2 separate regions of the Mus musculus genome follow, and region 2 is linked to region 1. Evidence: chromatin contacts called from public HiChIP or PLAC-seq data. All regions are on one chromosome and are shown on one strand. The core of a region is the stretch at or near the end of the contact, and the rest is flanking DNA. Distances in the headings are between cores, read along the strand shown. Region 1 overlaps Clip2 (CAP-GLY domain containing linker protein 2). Region 2 holds the start of Lat2 (linker for activation of T cells family, member 2).

Evidence for each region. HiChIP or PLAC-seq counts read pairs in DNA pulled down with a chosen protein or histone mark.
Region 2: an H3K27ac HiChIP or PLAC-seq map of microglia shows a contact between it and region 1, with 7 times the contacts expected there. The contact joins the promoter of Lat2 here to the enhancer-like site in region 1. A contact is called at or near these places in 10 of 39 promoter capture datasets (the C10 cell line, the HPC-7 cell line, cranial neural crest and 7 more), 6 of 15 datasets of contacts at CTCF or cohesin (CD8 T cells, the G1E-ER4 cell line, the NIH/3T3 cell line and 3 more), 103 of 484 Hi-C or Micro-C datasets (the 63-12 cell line, B cells, B-cell progenitors and 63 more), 20 of 115 datasets of contacts at active chromatin or transcription factors (the 230-238 cell line, the HPC-7 cell line, Th17 cells and 14 more) and 5 of 9 other capture datasets (adipose tissue, bone marrow-derived macrophages, liver and 2 more).

What each region holds. Positions count from the first base shown.
Region 1 is chr5:134,519,042-134,525,197 of GRCm38.p6, reverse strand. Clip2 (CAP-GLY domain containing linker protein 2) reads left to right here. Exons shown (of 17, transcript NM_009990.3): 3 at 2,056-2,612. Among named protein-coding and RNA genes, the nearest start is that of Clip2, 30 kb to the left of the region's middle. Within about 2 kb of position 3,162, at least 94 of the 459 cell types and tissues checked have an H3K27ac peak or open chromatin away from gene starts, as enhancers often do. A contact at or near this core is called in B cells, CD8 T cells, the CH12 cell line and 24 more, where this site is marked.
Region 2 is chr5:134,611,873-134,618,028 of GRCm38.p6, reverse strand. It overlaps Lat2 (linker for activation of T cells family, member 2), which reads left to right and starts at 3,004. Exons shown (of 13, transcript NM_020044.3): 1 at 3,004-3,140.

The sequences.
Region 1 (6,156 bases), core at 1,913-4,412:
GCTGGGCAGAGGGCTCAGTGCTTGAGAGCACTTTTTTTTCAGCTCTTTTTTTTTTTTTTTTTTCGAGACAGGGTTTCTCTGTGTAGCCCTGGCTGTCCTGGAACTCACTCTGTAGACCAGGCTGGCCTCGAACTCAGAAATCTGCCTGCCTCTGCCTCCCGAGTGCTGGGATTAAAGGCGTGCACCACCCCGCCCAGCAAGCACTGGCAGCTCTTGCAGAGTTCATTTCCTAGTACCTTGGCACAGTTGGCAGCTCACAACCACCAAGAGGAAGCTCCAAAGACTTCATGCCCTCTTCTGGCCTCTGCAGGCACCTGTACACACATGGGTATACATGTGTATGGCACATGTGTGAGCATACACACACACACACACACACACACACATGCACACACACAGGAAAAAGAAAAGGCTTGTCTCCTGTCTAAGACAAGGCAAGTCTCAAGTCCTTTCATGCAGGGGACAGTGCCTTCTGAGTCCCCACACAAATCCCTACACCCACTGTTGAACCAGACTCCCAGCTGTTTCTCTCCTCATTTCAGCCTTAGTCTTTTGCATCAAAGCTCCACTTGGGATGTTTTTTTGGAGACAGTCTTACTGTGTAGTCCTGATTAGCCCAGAACCCAGTATGTAGACCTTTGCTGGCCTTGAATTGGTCCAGCCTATCACCTGTGTGCTAGAATTAATGATTAAAGGTGTGTGCTAGCATATTAGGTTTAGTTTGAACTTGAAACCTATTTAAAAGATTTTTTCTTTGAGACAGGTTCTTATGTAGCCCAGGCTGGCTCTAGACTCTGTGCATAGCTGAGGATAACCCTTTACTTTGATTCTTTATCCTCCCGGGATTCGTGAGGCAGAGGCAGGTGGATCTGTGAGTTCAAGTCCAGCCTGGTCTATAAAGCCAGTTCCAAGATAGCCAGGGCTATCTGGAGAAACCCTGTCTTGAAAAAATATTAAAATAAAAATCAGAACCCTGTGTGTGTGTGTGTGTGTGTGTGTGTGTCTTATCTAGTCTCATGGGGAAACTGAGGCACCTATTTAGAGAAAGCCTGGCCAGTGTGTTACAAATATCTCTGGTGGGGGATAGGATGCTATGTTGGGGGCGTCCTGTGTTCTCCCACTCCTAGGCAGCTGAAATCTCCCTGCCTGTCTCTGTGGGGAATTTAAGGAGAGTTTGATCTCTGTGAGGCAGGGGCAGCTGGGAGGACCAAGCGGGGATGGCTAAAAGGGCAGCTGTGTTGACATCACAGACATGAGACCTGAGGTGTAGCAGCTGTTGAAGCAATTGGTTGGAGGGACCTGTGACCCTGGAGAGAGGTGGGGGTTGGGAGAGATTATCTGGGGGTCCTGTGCGCTGGGACAGCTGACGGTAGAGACAGCTGAGCTGGTATCCTCTTTCTAAGAATAGGCGCACTGGGTCCCCCAAACCCTGGAACCCCTTTTTGTTCTTTATGCAAAGAGACAGGTAGAGTGGGGTCCTCGATGATGGGGTCAGACACCAGTGAGGGCTGGGGTCACAGCCCATAGCTACCTAGACATGCCAGGCATGTACAGAATTGTTTTATATCCCTTTGTCTGTTATGGGAGGGGTGGCATTCATTCTGTGGCACACATCTGGAGGTCCCTGGAGATCAGAGGACAGCCTGTGGAAGTTGATTCTTTCCAACACATGTGTCCCAGGGATTGACTTCAGGTCGTTCGGCTCCTTGACCCACTGACCACCTCATCAGACCATTGTTTGGTTTTTGATGTCCTGAGGGTGAAACCCAACCCTCATACAGTGTCTACCCTGTCAGCCACATGCCACCCCACTAGTGTGAACTCTTGTCAATGGCAGAGACTCAAACATTGGATACCCCAGGGTGGGTGCCAGAAGAATACGGAAAGACTTTGGGTTGCCCACTCTCTGGAGGAAATAAGCCCTTCACAGGTCAAACTGCTGAGCATGGCTGCCTCAGTTTCCCTAAGATAACTATCACCGACACCCCGAGCTCTGGCTCTATATGCCCTAGTTCCCAGGCTAGCTCTAATTCCTGCCTCTTAACTTATCCACAGGGTCTCCCCTGCACAAACAGGCATCGGGCCCCTCCTCGTCTGGAGCCGCCACCACCGTCTCTGAGAAGCCAGGTCCAAAGGCGGCTGAAGTGGGTGATGACTTCCTGGGAGACTTTGTGGTGGGCGAGAGGGTGTGGGTGAATGGCGTGAAGCCAGGCGTGGTGCAGTACCTGGGTGAGACACAGTTTGCGCCAGGCCAGTGGGCCGGCGTGGTCTTGGACGACCCGGTGGGCAAGAACGATGGAGCTGTGGGTGGCGTGCGCTACTTCGAGTGCCCGGCTCTACAGGGCATCTTCACGCGGCCCTCCAAGCTGACCCGCCAGCCCACCGCTGAGGGCTCGGGCAGTGATACGCACTCGGTGGAATCCCTCACGGCCCAGAACCTGTCCCTGCATTCTGGCACGGCCACGCCCCCACTCACAGGCCGAGTCATCCCCCTGCGGGAGAGTGTTCTTAACAGCTCAGTGAAGACGGGCAATGAGTCTGGTTCCAACCTCTCCGACAGTGGTTCTGTGAAGCGCGGTGACAAGGACCTCCACCTGGGAGACCGTGTGCTGGTAAGTGGGTGGTACCTGGCCGGGTACCCCAACTCTCTTTACCCCTCATTCCCTCGGGAATAAGCTGGACCCCAGGGACTGGCCAGAGAAGAGACTAAATGGGAACTCAAACAACGTCCAGGCTGAGGCCATGTCACTCATTGGTGCCATAGTGGAGAGGATGCAGGCTCTGAAGCCTGTTGCTGTGTGGTCCTGGGCATGTATATTAGCCTTTCTGGGTCTCAGTTCCCATCTTCCGTCAGATTTTTTTTTTTTTTTTTTGGTGTGGCTGTGATAATACTTGAGATGAAAAGAACTTATGGGAGGAAAGATGGGTTTAAGCACGACATAAAAGAGGGTCCAGTTCAAAGTTGGCCGGGTCCAGTTCAAAGTTGGCCGGCTCCAGTGCTTTGGGCCAGTAGTCAGCATGAAACAACAGGGCCGAAGGGCATGGTGGGGGAAAGTTGGTAACCTTGAGGTTTCCAGAAAGAGAGGGAGGGGGAGAAGGCGGGCGGAGCACAGGCTGAGTCTGTGGCTTAGGGATGGGAAGTCTGATGTTACACCCACAGTGACTACTTCCTCTGACCAGGCCCCGCCTCCTAACAGCCCATTCAGCTCTAAACTCATCAGAGGGCTAACATGGAGTCCGTTCCTTCCTTATCTAATCTCCAGCTGGGGACCAAGCCTTTAACCAAGTTTCTTTGGGGGAGGGGGGTGGTATTTAAGTTTAGCCATTCTTTCTTTTTAGACAGGGTGTCACTCGGTAACACTGGCTAGCTCGGGACTTGCTATGCACACCAGGATGGTCTCGCTCAGACACCGTGCCCAACAAAAACACTGTTTTATAAAATGGCAATTTTGGACTGGGGCTATATCTCAGTTGTTAGAGTGCTGGCCTGGAGTGCACAAATCCCAGGGTTTGGTCCCCAGCACCCCATAAGCCAACATGCCTGTCATCTCAGCTCTCGGGAAGTGGAGGCAGGAGGATGGAAGTTCTAGGTGAACCTTCGGCTGAGACTGGAGGACAAGCTGAGTTCTTCTGTCCTCCAGGCCAAAGCCCTGATTTCTCTTCAGCCTCTTCCTATTCTACTCTCCTGAGGCCAGTGACTAACATTGCAGTCTCCATGGTAGAAGCATCCAGAACTTTCCATGGGGAAGATGGTCAGTCATCTGCAAAATAGGAGAAGGCACTTGAGACTACCAGTGAATATAGGACCATGCATATTCATATCACTACAGATACTCATGTGGAGACAAATATGTGCACATGAATATTCATGTTCATATGAATATTCATGTTGCATGGATATTCATCAGGGCAGAAAGGCTCTGGGGGAGTGAAAAATATGATTACTGAATAAGAAACTGCCCAGACGTGTTGGAAAATTAAGAGAAGTTAGAAGCAGCGAGGCATGGACAGTGAGTCTGAGGTCAGCCTAGGCTACAAAGTGAGCCAACCTGGGCTACAGAACAAGAGCCTGTCTCTGAACAACAGCAAAGCACTGAGGTAGTATCTCAGTAGGTAAGTACAAGGACCTCAGGTTAACCCCCAGAGCCAAGGGGAAAAAAATGCAGGCTGTGGGGGTGCATGCTTGTAATCCCAACACTGGGGAGGCAGAGACCGGAGAATCTCTGGGGCTTGCTGACCAACAGCTTAGCTAAATCTGTAGACTCCGGATTTAGAGAGAGACCCTGTCTCAAGACCTAAGGTGGCGGAGACTTCACATTGGCCTCTGGCCCATATGCACATGTGCATGTCACAGGAACATAGGCACACACAGAGATTTTGTATAGACGGGGGTTGGGGGTGGGGAGGGAATGTGCATGTGTATAGATGTGAAGTGGTATCATTTGCCTTGCTGTGTGTCTGAGGATAGCCTTGAACTCCTGATCCTCCTGCCTCTACCTCCTCAGTGCTGGGGTTGGATTCCAGGGGCCCTTGCATGCTCTCCGAGCGCTCCGCCGGCTGAGCTGCATCCCAAGCCCCCTGTTTGTATTTTATCATGAAGACTTGAGGGGTCTTCAAAGTCTCCCTATACAAAAACCCAAAAATCAAAACCAGCAACAACAAAGGTAGATGTATCAAGGGATGGAAACAGTAGTTGCCCTGGCTTGAACAGCACATCAACATGGGGACCCTGAGCCCACATTCACCCTAAGCCCCATTTGTAAGTAGACCTCCTGTCAGTCTTAAGAAAATGAGGATCACTGGAGTGTGAGCCATTCTTATGTGTCAGCTAAAAATACCCCAAAAGTTTAAAACAGAAGTTACAGCAGACAGCCTGCTATTTAGAGATGGGCATGATTACGGAGTCGTTCTACTGAAAGAGGAAATGGTGTTTCTGGGGAGAAGAAGGAGAGAAACTTCAGGGCGTTGGAAGGTGTACCAGTTCTTAACCCATGGGTCAGGTAAGACCATCAGAAAACACAGATACTTACGTTGTGGTTCATAACAGCAAGATTACAGTTACAAAGTAGCAGTGAGAATAATTTTATGGTTGCAGGTCACCACAACGTGGAGAACTGTATTGAAGGGTTGTATCATTGGGAGGGTTGAGTGGTGTACTGGTTAGGTTTCTTTTTGTACTGGTCAGTTTTAACTGCCTCAATCTAGAATCAGCTGGGAAGAGAGTCTCAAATGAGGAATTATCCAGGTCACACTAGCATGTGGCCATGTCTGGGAAGCGGGTTGTCTTGGTTATTAGTTGATATAGGAAGACCCAGCCTACTGTGGGTGGCGCCATTCCCTAGGCAGGGGATACTGAACTGTATAAGAACAGAAAGTTAACTGAGTGTAAGAAACAAGCAACAGACCTGTGCGTTTGTTCACTCTCTGCTCTTGACTCTGGATGGGATGGTTTAGTTTCCTGCCTTGACGTGCCCACAGTTGCCCACACTTGTCCAGACTATCACCTGGAATTGTGAGCTACATAATCCGTCTCTTCCCCTCAGGTGCTTTCTCACACAGTGTTTTATCACAATAGAAAGAAAATTAGACCAGACAGACCTGGTTTTGCAAGTACTAGGGCCTCTAATTTATTTGTATGTATAGCTTGAAGTTTTACAAGTGGTTATGAGCCCCCCCATGAGGCTCATAACCAATCTTCAGAGCAAACTCTCCGGTCTCTAAGAATCCAATTTATTGTTAAGTATAGGTACACGCCTTTAACCCCAGCAGATGGCCGGCAGAGGCAAGTGAATTTCTGTGAGTTTAAGGCCAGCCTGGTCCAAGCTATCCAGGGCTGTGTAGTAAGACCTTGCCCTGAAACAAAACAAAACAACAAAAAAAAAACCTTTTATTTATTCTTCGACAACTTCATGCATGTATGCAATGTATCTAGGTCACATTGACCCCGGCACCCACTCCTCCTGACCCCTCCCCAACAGGTCCTTCTCCTGTCCTCATGCCCTCTTTATATTTATGATCCGCTGAATCTGGTTAGTGCAGCTTGCATGCTCATAGAAATGGAGCCGTGGGCAACCTACCAGCAGCCACATCCTGGAGGGAAACTGAGTCTTCCTTTTCCCAGAAGCCAGGAGTAGCTCCTCAGCCAGGCTCAGGAGT
Region 2 (6,156 bases), core at 1,755-4,254, 93 kb before region 1:
AGGAGGCAGAGGCAGGCAGATCTCTGGGATCAAAGGCAGCCTGGCCTACATAGAAGCCCTGTCTCAGAACGACAGACCATGGTTCAGGGCTTGGAAATCTGGCTCATCTGTTAAAAAGCGTTTGCTGACCTTCCAGCTACCTCCATAGTAGCTCACAGCAGTATAACTTCTAGGGGTCTGATGCCCTCTGGCCACCAAGAACCAGGCACACAAGTGTTGCACAGACATACATGCTTTCAAGACACTTGGAGTGCTTCAGTAATTCTAGCTATTCCAGGGACTGAGACAGGAGGTCTGCAAGTTCAAGGCCCATCCTGGACTACATAGCCAAGAGGCCGTCTAAAAATGAAAAATTAGAACACTACAGGGGTGTGCCTCCATATCTAGCTGTGCTGTGTTAGAAATGGAACCCAAGCGAGCACCAACTGAACAACATCCCAGTTTTGGTGTTGGTAGGTTGTGTGTGTGTGGGGGGGGGGGGGGTATCTCTAAAAAGGAATCCAGAAGCAGGCACGGGGCTGAGGTTACAAGTGACTGTGCCAGGGATCCAAGATGAATGGGTCCCTCCAGAACTGAGTGAAGTTGGACTACTGTGAGCTACTGTGTAGGTGCAAGTGGGAAAGAGGCCAACCATGATCCTCTTAGGGGTTCTCTGCCTCCCCACCTGACCCCGTGGGGAAAAAAAAGTCTGATGAACTGAATGCATCCGCACTACCTGTGGTCAGCACAGATTTCAATGGTCAACTGAGTCTCCTGGTGATCGTCCCCATGCCTGTGCTACTTTGCTTCACCACAGGGTGGCAGCAGCAGGCTTGGGGCACAGACTGGGGAAGAAACACCCAGGCTAGCACTAAACTCACAGCAGATTGCCTCCTGCCTATGTCCTTCCTCCCCACTACAGGCAGTGATACCCCCAACTGAGAAATGGCCTTGGCTGGGGGTGGAGGGGGTGCTCAGTTATTAGTGTTCTCAAAAGCCTGAGGAACCCGAGCTTGGATCCCCAGCTCTCAATGAAGCTGGGCACAAACGACGTGTGCTCTTAGCTTTGGGGACATGGGAACATGGCTATCTGGAGCTTGCAGGACCAGCCAGCCTGGACTAACTCGGTGAGTCTCTGGAGTCTCTGGCCAGTGAAAGGGAACAGTCAAGGTGGAAGCTTGGTATGGTCCCAACACTTGGGAAGAAGCAGGAGGATCTGTGAGTTCCCAGGCCAGCCAGGACTATACAGTGAAACCCAAAACACAGAAAAATTACAACCAGGAGGTGGCAAGATGGCTCAGTGGTAGAGGTAGTTTCCAGCACGCCTTTTTTTTTTTTTTTTTTAACTGTTTACTCTTTATATTTATTTATTTATTATATGTAAGTACACTGTAGCTGTCTTCAGACACTCCAGAATAGGAAGTCAGATTTCATTACCGATGGTTGTGAGCCACCGTGGTTGCTGGGATTTGAACTCCGGACCTTTGGAAGAGCAGTCAGGTGGTCTTACCCACTGAGCCATCTCACCAGCCCTGCGCACGCCTTTAATCCCAGCACTTGGGAGGCAGAGGCAGGCAGATTTCTGAGTTCAAGGCCAGCCTGGTCTACAGAGTGAGTTCCAGGACAGCCAGGGCTACACAGAGAGAGAAACCCTGTCTCAAAACAAACAAAAAAGAACTAACGTACAAAGAAATAGATGTAATAAAGACAATTTGGGTTTTTTTGTTTGGTTGGTTTGGATTGGTTTTTCGAGACAGGGTTTCTCTGTATAGTCCTAGCTGTCCTGGAACTCACCATAGTGGCCTCTAACTCAGAAATCCACTTGCCTCTGCCTCCCGAGTGCTGGGATTAAAGGCGTGCGCCACCACGCCCGGCTGACAATTTGGTTTTTAAAAAGTAGATGACACAGTCTGCATAAATCTGAGTTCAAGGCCAGCCTGCTCTACAGAGTGAGTCTCAAGACAGCCAGGGCTACACAGAAACTCGGTCTCAAAGAAACTAAAATGTGGAAGACACCAAGACTGACTTCTGGCCTCTACATTCACCCACTACCACCACCCACACACAGAGGCAGCTTGTCTATCCAGCTGTCTCTGGCACAGTGGTCCTTTGTTCCATCTGCCATCTTTATTCCCGTCTTTCTCCCTGTATCCTCTGTCCCTTATCTCTTTTATCTGCCGGTTAGTATTTGTTCTATGGGATTCCACTGCCCTAATCTCTCTCTCTGATCCCCATTCTCAGATGCCTGTGGATGCTGGAAGGATTCTAGCTTCCTCTTACCTGTGGTTGTCAGCGTCTACATATCTGCCTCTCTGTCTTTCTGGTCCTCTCCTGACCTGTGCATCTGTGTGTGTGTGTCCCCATCTCTGGTGTCTGACTGTGGCACGTGCGTGAGTGTGTACATGTCCCTCGAAACTCCGTCCTCTCCATGTCTGTGTCCATGTGAACTCTGGGGTTGACTCTCTACCCGTCGATCACTGTAGCCCTCCCTCCTCCATGTGACCTTGCTCTGTGGTGGGCATGTACTGTGTGTGCTTGGCTTTCAGTCTGCCCGTGCCTGTGCCCATCTCTCACTTCCCATTTTCCCTATGTCTGTTTTCTTTTTTATTGCCTCTCCACCCCCAGGAGTGTGTGCACATACATGTGCATGTGTGTGCACATGCACACTGCACATAAGCCTGTGTGTATGTACATATGCATCAGAGGACAACTAGACACTCACTTCATGGTTCCTGGTGATAGGAACCCTGGTTCCTCTGGTTCCAAGTTGTCCAGCTTGGTGGAACGTGCCATTACCCAGGGAGTCTTTTTTGAGACAGGGTCTCACTGTAGCTGTCCTAGCTTATATAGACCAGGCTGGCCTCAAACTCAGAGCTCTGCCTGCTTCTGCTTCCCAAGTGCAGGCATTTAACAGCACACACCACCATGCCCAGCTTTAACTTCGCTTTGTATCTCTGCATCTTTTTCTGTCTCTGCTCCACCCACTTTGTCATTAACCACCCTAGTAGTCTGGCCGAGGCGGATGTAGAGGAGATGATTCAGTAGTGACAGGAAGCCAACTGCCTTGCCCACTGCTCACCAGAGTCAGTGGTGTTGGCATCAGCTTGGGCAGGTGTGCGGCACAAGATGAAGGGGCCATGGTGAGGAGCCCTCACCCTCAGGTAAGCCTTTCCCAGGGGTGCTCCCCTGTTGTGCTACACCCCACAAGACCCTTAGGGATAGACGGAGCGGAAGCCGAGATACCTGATACCTCCCACCCTGGCCTAGTGCTGTGGCCCTTAAGGAAAGCCTATGCAGGGCTCCAGGCACCCACTTATCTATCATTGGCTTCCCAAACCCCTAGCCTCTGAGACCCCCCAAGAAGCCCCTAGGGTGGTTCTGTCACTACCAGTGACTGGAGAGGGCCAGCTAAGAGCCAGAGATGTGAGATTCTCCCGCCCGTTGAGGGTTGGCTAATGCCACAGGCCTGTGTATGGAACTTGGATGCTTTGGGGAACTGTGCCCAAGCCCTGTTCCAGCCAGGAGGAAGTTGCTATCCCCAGAAGTCCATCCAGGCCTGAGCCAGCTTGTACTTTCTGACAGATAATCCTTGTAACGTTGGTGGGCTCCTTGGTTCCGGCTTTGAACAGGTGGCCCAGATTGACCAGGGACAAGGCCTGCCAGACCTCTGTACATAGACATACTCACATATGTACGTGAACAGTCGCCCGCTGGCCTCCAGTAGGTGTCTTCAGGGTCTTCTCTCCGCCTCATTTGAAGGCCCAAGTTATTTGGTCAGACTGGGTACTGTACACTCCTCCATCAGGGCATTAGGAATGCTGAGGTGGGGAGACCCTAAGTTCAAGGCCAGGCAGTACTCCATTGTGAGGCCCTGCCGCAAAGGCTCAAACCACAGAAATGTTATTCAGCTAAGCCTGCAGGCCTCAGAGTAGCACCCCATGAATAAAGCCATCCCTGGTGTGAGACGGGTCATGTACTTCATCCAACAGACCCTCATGGCCTTTTTACCCCGAAGAACGAGCTGCCGCAGTGATCACTCACGAAGGGCCACTGAGGTTAGAAGCTCCGATGCAGTCCTCAGAAGCAAGCCTTGCTCATATGAAAACTGCCCACTTCCCTTTGAGCTATTTTGGCCCACGGAGCCACAGAGCTGTGGCGGTCCCCCACACACCCACAGCTAGCCCTGCCTGGCCCCTTGGGGCCTTCTGAGACTGCTGGGCCATTCCTCCTGCAGCCCTACCCTCTGTTCCCCTCACCCTCTGCCTCTACTCTCAGGGTAGAGAGCATCAGATAGGATAGAGGGAATTCACCGGGCCTGCTCTGGGTTTCCATCTTTTCCAGTGTTTCTTTGTGGCACAGTATGCGCCTCTCTGAACCTCCATTTGCTCCTTGGGAGGAAGAAAACATTTGGGCTCAGAGGGATCCCCAACTGAGAAGCAAGCCCCAGGCCCTGTCCAGGAAGCACCCCATGTACTCACACCTGCCTTTTTTTTTTCAATATTTTAATACATTCTTTTATTACCACATGTGTGGATGGATGTGCATGTAGCACGGTGTAGGCCAGAGAATAACTTCTGAGAGATAACTTCTCAGCACCGTGTGGGTCCTGGGGATGAATTCAGATCATCAGACTCGGTCGCAAGCACCTCTCACCTGCAAGCTACCTCACCAGGCCCCTTTCAGTCTTTTTTTATCAGTATGCTTTCATTATGCATACTAAGAGGCTTGTGACACTTCCATACAACATGCATCTTGGTCATATTCACCCCCAAATTACCTCTCTTGTCCTTCCCGGTTCCCACTGGTCCCTGCTCTCTTCCCAACTAATCCCCTCCTGATATATTATGTTCTCAGTGGGAGTGGGATAGGGTAGTGGCCCAATGAGTTTCATTAGGTTTGCTTACAGGATGTGAGTGAGGGGTGGGCATCTTACCATTGAAGAAGTGCTCTCTCTCTCTCTCTCTTTCTCCCTCCCTCCCTCCCTCCCTCTCTTCCTCCTTCTCCTCCTCCTCCTCCAGCAATGGGTTTTTTTTGTTGTTGTTGTTGTCGTTTTTGGTTTTTCAGGACAGGGTTTTTCTGTGTGGCCCTGGCTGTCCTGGAACTCACTCTGTAGACCAGGCTGGCCTCGAACTCAGAAATTCACCTGCCTCTGCCTCTTAAGTGCTAGTGCTGGGATTAAAGGCGTGTGCCACCAACACTCGGCTGTCTTTTTTTTTTTAATTTAAAATATTTATGTAAGTTGGAACATGCTGCTACAAGCCTATAATTGCGGCACCTAGGAGACAAATGCAGGCCATTCTCTGTGAATTCCAGGCCAGCCAGGTCTACACAGTGAGTTTCAGACTCACCAGAGCTACACAGTGACTCCCTGTCTCCAAACCACAATGTATGTGAATGATTGTTTGCCTTGCATGTACATGTGTGTACCACATTCATGCCTGGTGCACACAAAGGCTGGGAGAGGGTGGAGTCCCCCGGGAACTGGAGTTATAGATGGTTGTGAGCTGCCATGTGGGTGTCAAAAGAATCAAATCTAGGTCCCCTGGGAGAGCAATCTGTGCTCTTGACCTCTGAGCCATCTCTCCAGCACCCCCTCCCCCACCTTTTCCCCCCTCATGCTGGGAATGGAACCCCAGTGCCTTGCCCTTGCTAGTTAAACATGGGTATATCCCTTCCTGAGCGATTCTAGGCAGGCAGGTGCTCTACTGTTGAGTCATGCCCACAGCCGCATACTGAGAGATGCTAGGCAGTTACTCTACCACTAAGCCACACCCTCACTGGGAGATTCTAAGTTCATCCCTGGGAGACTCTAAGCAAATGTATGCCCCAGGCCTCTTTATGGTTTGAGGCAGAGTCTCTTTGGATTGACCTTTGAATTCACAATATTCCTGCTTCAGCCTCTTGATCACCTAGGAGTCCTGGCCTGCTCCACTTGGTCAGGTGTGTCTGCTTCATTAGCCCCTCAGACCCTGCTGGGCTCAGTAGGGAGTCCACACATGTGCCTTTAGATGTGACCAAGCAGAATAACATAGCCCCTCAGTCTTTGCTGTAGGCCGCTGACAGTCCCTTCCTGTGTGTGTGTCACATGGCTAAGAACCGTGACTATGACACGGCTGAGCCTATGCCACATTCATCATCTCCATGACAGGCCTCGTGACAAACCCCTGTGTGGCCGGT